2 separate regions of the Mus musculus genome follow, and region 1 is linked to region 2. The links are chromatin contacts, called in public HiChIP or PLAC-seq maps. All regions are on one chromosome and are shown on one strand. Each heading gives the region's core, a stretch centred on a gene start, on an enhancer-like site or on the middle of the called end of the contact. The rest is flanking DNA. Distances are from core to core; before and after follow the strand shown. Region 1 holds the start of Ercc2 (excision repair cross-complementing rodent repair deficiency, complementation group 2). Region 2 has its middle 17 kb from the start of Fosb.

Region 1 (3,124 bases), core at 81-2,580, 55 kb after region 2:
TAATCTCAGCACTCACTCCGGAGGCAGAGGCAGGCAGGTCTCTGTGAGTTCAAGGCCAACCTTGTTTATAGTGTGAGATCTAGGACAGTGTCAGAACTAAGTAGAAAGACTCTCTCAAAAAGAAAAGGGACTGGAGCTCAGTGATTAAGAGCACTGACTGCTCTTCCAAAGGTCCTGAATTCAAATCCCAGCAACCACATGGTGGCTCACAACCATCAGTAATGAGATTGGATACCCCCTTCTGGTATATCTGAAAACAGCTACAATGTACTTATATATAACAAATAAATCTTAAAAAAAAAAAGAAAGAAAAGAAAGGATGAAATGAAGGGAGGAAGGACTAAAAGGTGATATTTGAGCAAGAATCCAGAGATATGAAATAACTGACAGCATTGTCCAGCCCTCAGGTGGGTTAGCCACAAGCTGGGGCCAGCCACCCAGGCTATAGAGTGAGCTCCGGACCAGCTTGGGTTACATAGTACGACTGTCTACTGAGGCCTGTACCTCATGAGATGGCTCATGAGGTACAGGCCTTTTGACCTGAGTTCGATTCCCACACATAGTGGAAGGAAAGGACTGAACCAAATTCTGCAGGTTTCCTCTTCCTTCCACAGGCCAGAGGTATTGGATTCCATGGAGCTAGCCCTAAAGGTGATCGATCATAAGCTGCCTGATTTGGGGGGTGGGAGTGGAGAGTGGGGCGGCTGGGAACCCTGCTCCTCTTCAAAATCAGAAAGTGCTTTTAACTACTGAGTGATTCCTCCAGGCCCTTAATTAATGAAGTTTTGTTTGTTTGTGACCTATGCTTTAACGTCTGAGCCATCTTTCCAACCCATATTAATAAATGCTTAAAAACACGTGCTAGGCAGGGCAGTGGTGGGAAGCAGAGGCAGGTGGATTTCTGAGTTCGAGGCCAGCCTGTACTACAGAGTGAGTTCCAGGACAGCCAGGGCTACACAGAGAAACCTTGTCTCGAAAAAACAAACAAAAAAACAAAAAAAAACACCCGAAAAACAAAAAAATCAAGACGGTCTCCAATTTCTCTGTTATTCTCTCTTAAACACTATTTTCACGACTTGGACAACCAGAACAGAACCTGGAGGAGCGAAGCAGCAATGAACTCTATCGATTCTCTCGACTCTCTTCTTTCTGTGTTCTGCTCGAAGTCCTCGGCGATCCTCAGCGATGCCTCGGGCACCACTTCTCTCCGAAGTCCGCCCTCTCACCGCCATGCGCACGCGCCAATTTTCCGATTGGCAGAGTGACGGGAGGACTCGGCCAATGGCGTCCCGAGGAAGGTGTGTCTCTGGGTCACGCCCCCTCGTTGAATATTCAGGAGCGGGCGTGTGGACGCCGCGATCAGCCGCCATGAAGTGAGATGGGGTCTCTGAAAGAGCGGGCGGCTCTGCGGTGGGCAATGGGGCGGCGGGTGGGCGTCGCCGGGGCTGGGGCGCGGCGTGGAGAGGCTGCGGAGACCGGTCCGGGTGGCTTCGGGGTCCCTGGCGGCGAGACGCCACGAGGGCGGGCGGGCGGGCGGAGCGGAGGCCGAGGCGGCTCGAGAGCACCGGGCACCGACGCCTCACCGCCGCCAGGCTCAACGTGGACGGGCTGCTGGTCTACTTCCCGTACGACTACATCTACCCGGAGCAGTTCTCCTACATGCTGGAGCTCAAGCGCACGCTGGACGCCAAGGTGGGTGGCGAGGCTGCCCTCCTTGCATTCTGATGCCTCTGGCAGGCAAACGTCCTGGTCGGGGCCCGGGCCTTGCTATCCCAGCACCCGGAAGACCCAGGCAGGAGCATCGCTGCGATTTTGGAGGCCAGCCGGGGCTACACAGCGAGACCGTGTACTAACAACAATTGTAAATAACAAGGCGAGGAATGTCGCTCAGTTGGTAGGGTGCTAGCCTAGCTAGCAGGGGTGAAACTCTGGGTTCCATCCTGGCACCGCATAAACTGACTGATAGTAATTACAATTATGCCTGTAATTCTAGAGACAGGGTGGCTGAGGACAGATTGCTCGAGTTTGAAGTACAGTCTGGGTTTCATAGTGAGTTTCGGGCTAGCTAGGGCTATGTATAGGAAAACTCTGGAGGTATTCCTGGTAGTGACAATAGTGGAGGGAAGAAGGGGTTCCGTATGTGGAGGTCAGAGGACAACTTTGTGGAGTTGGGTTTTTCCTTCCACTTCTATTTCGGTTTTGTTTTGTTGTAGATTTATTTGTTTTATGTATGTGAGTACACTGTAGCTGTACAGATGGTTGTGAGCCTTCATGTGGTTGCTGGGATTTGAACTCAGGACCTCTGGAAGAGCAAGCAGCCAGTGCTCTTAACTGCTCAGCCATCTCTCCAGTCCCTCGTTGTGTTTTCTGAGACAGGGTTTCTCTGTGTGATTTTTGCTGTCCTGGAACTTGTTTCATAGACCAGGCAGGCCTCAAAGTCCCAAAAGATCCACCTGCCTCTGCCTCCTGAGTGCTGTGATTAAAGGCATAGGCCAACACCACCCAGATTTCTTATCATTTTATGTGGGTTCTAGGGATCAAATTCAGGCTGTTAGGTTTGATAGCAATCGCCTTTACCTGCTGAGCTATTTCAACAGCCCTGAACACAAACTTTTTAAAAAAAGTTTTCTTTTAGGTATACTTATTTCCAATGTGTGTATACATGCTACAGTGTGCACGTGAGGGTAGAGTTGGTTCTTTCCTTCCGTGTATGTCTTGGGGATTGAACTCGGGTGATCAGGCTTGGCCACAAGCACCTTTACCCGCTAAGCCATATTGCTGGCCCACCAATGTATTAGCCCTCACAACCTTGTTCCAAGTAAGGTTTATGGAGCTACTTAGAAGCAAGAATGCTGTGATCCTGAGAGGTAAAAGGTTCCTACTGTCTGCTGCTCAGTAAACTCATTAGCTGTGTCAGTAAGAGGGCCACAGAAATAGGGTTCAGCCTGCAGTCCCAGTACTCAAAGTAGAGGCAACAGGATTGCCAAAAGTTCAAAGCCAGCCAGAGATTCTTAGTAACTACTAGGCCTGCATAGCAAGATCCTTTGGGGTAGGCGGGTGAGGAATAAGAATTAACAATTAAAAGTCCAGCAGAAGAGGAGGAGCGGAGACTATCAGTCCTGGG
Region 2 (3,203 bases), core at 355-2,854:
AACTTGCTCTGTAGACCAGGCTGGCCTCGAACTCAGAGATCTGCCTGCCTCTCCCTCTGGAGTGCAGGGATTAGAGGTGTGTGCCATCACCACCACCTGGCTTTGTCTATGTTTATCACCTATGAATTCCTTGCCTGGCTCCTTCCCTACTCACAAGCGCCCAGAGTACCGTCATCTTTGTCACACTCACAGCTCGGAGGGCACGGGCTGGCCTGTAGCAGATGTTCAACAGACACTGAATGACACCTTTAGGGGTTCTGTGCAGGGTGATCAGCGCTTCAGTCTGAGGTCTTCAGAATCCCTTCCTTCATCGTGACCACAGCGACATTGCCCTAAGGCCTTCGTATGAAGGTTCCCCACGTTTACAGATGTGAAACCGAGATGAGGCGATGGGGAAGTCCCAGAAACAGGGCTTGAAGTCCCCAGTGAAGGGGAAAAAAAAAGATTATCCTGATATCAGGGGCGTCCCTGCATGTTTAATAGCACTATCTTGGTGTCTATTCCTGGGGTTGGTTCTTGCTCTTCTAGTGGAGAGGCCTCTGTCTTATCTCTTCATCCCTGATAGTTCCTGGGGGCTGAAGACTCCAATCCCTTAAGGTTTTTATTTGTTCATTTTATTTATTTACTTTTTGTTTTTGTTTTTTGTTTTGTTTTGTTTGGCTCCAGGATCCCGAGGTCTGTTTGGCCCTGTTGTGTCCCAGTGTCTGAGTCTGTGTGTACGCCAGGACTCGGGGGTGAGGGTGGGGGCGCTGCGGCGGGGGGGGGGGGGGGAATGGCGGTGACCCCTGTTCCTTGCGTCCTGGGCTCAGGTCCCAGTCCAGCCTGTTTGCAAGCACCCTCCCCTTGCCCTGGCTGCGGGGTTCCCACAGGACCCGCCCCAGGGCGGGGCTTGTTGCCTTAGAGACCAATGTTTTGCAGCTGCAAATTGGGTCTCTGGGCCACCAACAGGAGCTCGGCCCTGGGAATCCCGGCTCAGCGTGGGAGCGCGTCGGGAGGGGTGCAGGGTCACCTAGTGCCGGGCTGGTACCCGGAGAGTCGTTTGACTTGGGAAAGCAGAAATGGGAGAATATATAAGGGGACTACGACAAGATAGGGCCATTGGGACTGTTTCAAGGAGACAGGAGGAACCTGGGAATAGGAGCTAGGAGTATTTCTAAGGGTCGGTTGGAGGGAAGAGAAAGGAGTTTGGGAAAGATTCAGAGATGTAGGAGGACATTAGGAAAGGTCAAGTGGGAGGTCTGCGCAGTTTGGGAGTGCTGAAAGACAGGCTAAGGATGGCTGGACCAAAAAGGAATGTGGGGACTAGAAATTTAGGGGGATCTGGAACTGCAAGAGATGTTGTAAAGGTAGGACCTGGGGGCTTAGTAGAGAATATGTATTTACAGGGCGTGTGAGGAGCTGAATTGTAGGGTATAGGATCGTAAGTGGAACTTAGGGACACCAAAATCCTTTCCTGGGAAGGTTGCAAAGAGCCGGAAACGCGGGTGAATCAGAAAGGGGAGACTGGTTACTTTCAGGCGCCAGGAGGGACAGCCCCTCCCTGTCCATTGTCCCCAACCCGGCCAGGACGTCCGGCGACGTCCCGAGGGACAGGAGTACTGCTTATGTAACCCTGCCGGGCCACCGATCCCGGGTTAGTCTCCTCCTTCATCTCCAAGGAGGGGCCTAAGTCGGGATCCCCGCTGATGACTCATTACGTCATCGTGGGCGGGTCACAGCCAGGCGGGAACGGCTTTTTCTTGCTCAAGCACCTCCCAATGGAGAGAGAATCCAGGCCCTTATCTGAGGCCCAAGTGGACTCGTGGCTTAGCGATGTCCCTCTGGGAGGTACTCATCCTCATGGCAGTGGCTATCAGTCAGGTGGGTAAACTGAGTCCCAGATCGTGAGCTAATTCCCACAGAGTGCTGGTTGCTTTTTTGCCACACATTTATTTATTGTGGATTGAAGCCAGATGTGGTGGTCCATGGCTTGTAAACCCGGCTCTCTGGAGGCTGAAGCAGGGAGATTGTCTCAAGTTCAAAGCCAGCCTGGGACTTCTGGAAATGATAACAAATACATTGAGTACCTAGTCTGTCCCCGTTACTGCCTACCGTGGAAGCTATCCAGCGGTCACCAAAACCCTGGCCCAGGAATCCAGAATTCCTTTAGCTAACTCTATCCTATTGTCAATGACTCCAGGTAAACCTTCTCCAGACCCAGCCTCCAGCGGTAGACCTTCCCATTAGCTCTCTGAGAGACCCTTCCTTGGGGCTGGGGACAAGCTACTCATCTGCCAGCTAATGTGTTCCTGGACTTCCTCCTGTCCTCATCTGCACCCCAGGGTGTGACTATCGATGCCTGCAGGTGGCGAATCACTCTGATCTCATACAGCTGGCCTGCTGGCACCTCAGTGTGTCCCTCAGATGTCATTTAATAACTTCATTCTCCTGCTCTAAGCATTTCTGGGTGCCTCAGGGCCGCAGTAGGTAGGCACTGACACTGTAGTAGCATCATATTCTCCCAAAGGGAGTCTTCCGGAGTCTCCTACGGGAAGGTTACAGAAGATCCTCTCAGGAGCCGTACTTTGTGCCCTAACTTGAGTCTTGCTTTGATCATAGCCACTTTTCAGTGGCGCGTGCGCGCGTGCACACACACACACACACACACACACACACACACACATACATATGAGTGTGAACATATGTGCACTTCTATGTGCACACACACATGCACACGTGTGTATATGAATGTAGAAGCCATAGCATAGCATCCAGTACCATTCCTCAGGTGCCAGCCTACTTTGTCTTTTAGATAGGGTCTCTCACTGGCCTGCAGTTAGATAAACAAATGAGGCTGACCCACCCCCAGCTCCAGGGTTCCACCTGATTCTACCCCCACAGTGATGGAATTTGAAGCTGGCATTAATTAATTAATTAAGTAAGTATTGCTATGCATATGAATGCTTTGAATGTATGTATACCACATGTGTGTAGTACTGAAAGAGGCCAGAAGAGGGCATCAGATTCTCAGCCTGGAATAACAGTTCTGAGCAGTCATGGGGGGATTGTAACACAACCCTGGTCCTCTGTAAGAGTGAGAATTTTCTATTTCTGCAGCCCCCTTGCCTGGGCTGTCTTTTTGTTTGTTTGCTTGCTTGCTTGCTTGCTTGTTTGCTTGCTTGTTTCGAGACAGGGTTTCTCTGTGTAGCCCTGACTGTCCTGGT

The links. HiChIP or PLAC-seq counts read pairs in DNA pulled down with a chosen protein or histone mark.
Region 1: a contact with region 2 is called in an RNA polymerase II HiChIP or PLAC-seq map of embryonic stem cells, with 16 read pairs. The contact joins the promoter of Ercc2 here to the enhancer-like site in region 2. A contact is called at or near these places in 5 of 115 datasets of contacts at active chromatin or transcription factors (the SCID.adh cell line, embryonic stem cells and pancreatic cancer cells) and 3 of 9 other capture datasets (adipose tissue, liver and pancreatic islet).

What each region holds. Positions count from the first base shown.
Region 1 is chr7:19,380,687-19,383,810 of GRCm38.p6, forward strand. It overlaps Ercc2 (excision repair cross-complementing rodent repair deficiency, complementation group 2), which reads left to right and starts at 1,331. Exons shown (of 23, transcript NM_007949.5): 1 at 1,331-1,373; 2 at 1,593-1,692. The coding sequence starts at 1,369.
Region 2 is chr7:19,325,662-19,328,864 of GRCm38.p6, forward strand. No RefSeq gene overlaps it. Among named protein-coding and RNA genes, the nearest start is that of Fosb, 17 kb to the left of the region's middle. Within about 2 kb of position 1,605, at least 320 of the 459 cell types and tissues checked have an H3K27ac peak or open chromatin away from gene starts, as enhancers often do. A contact at or near this core is called in adipose tissue, embryonic stem cells, liver and 2 more, where this site is marked.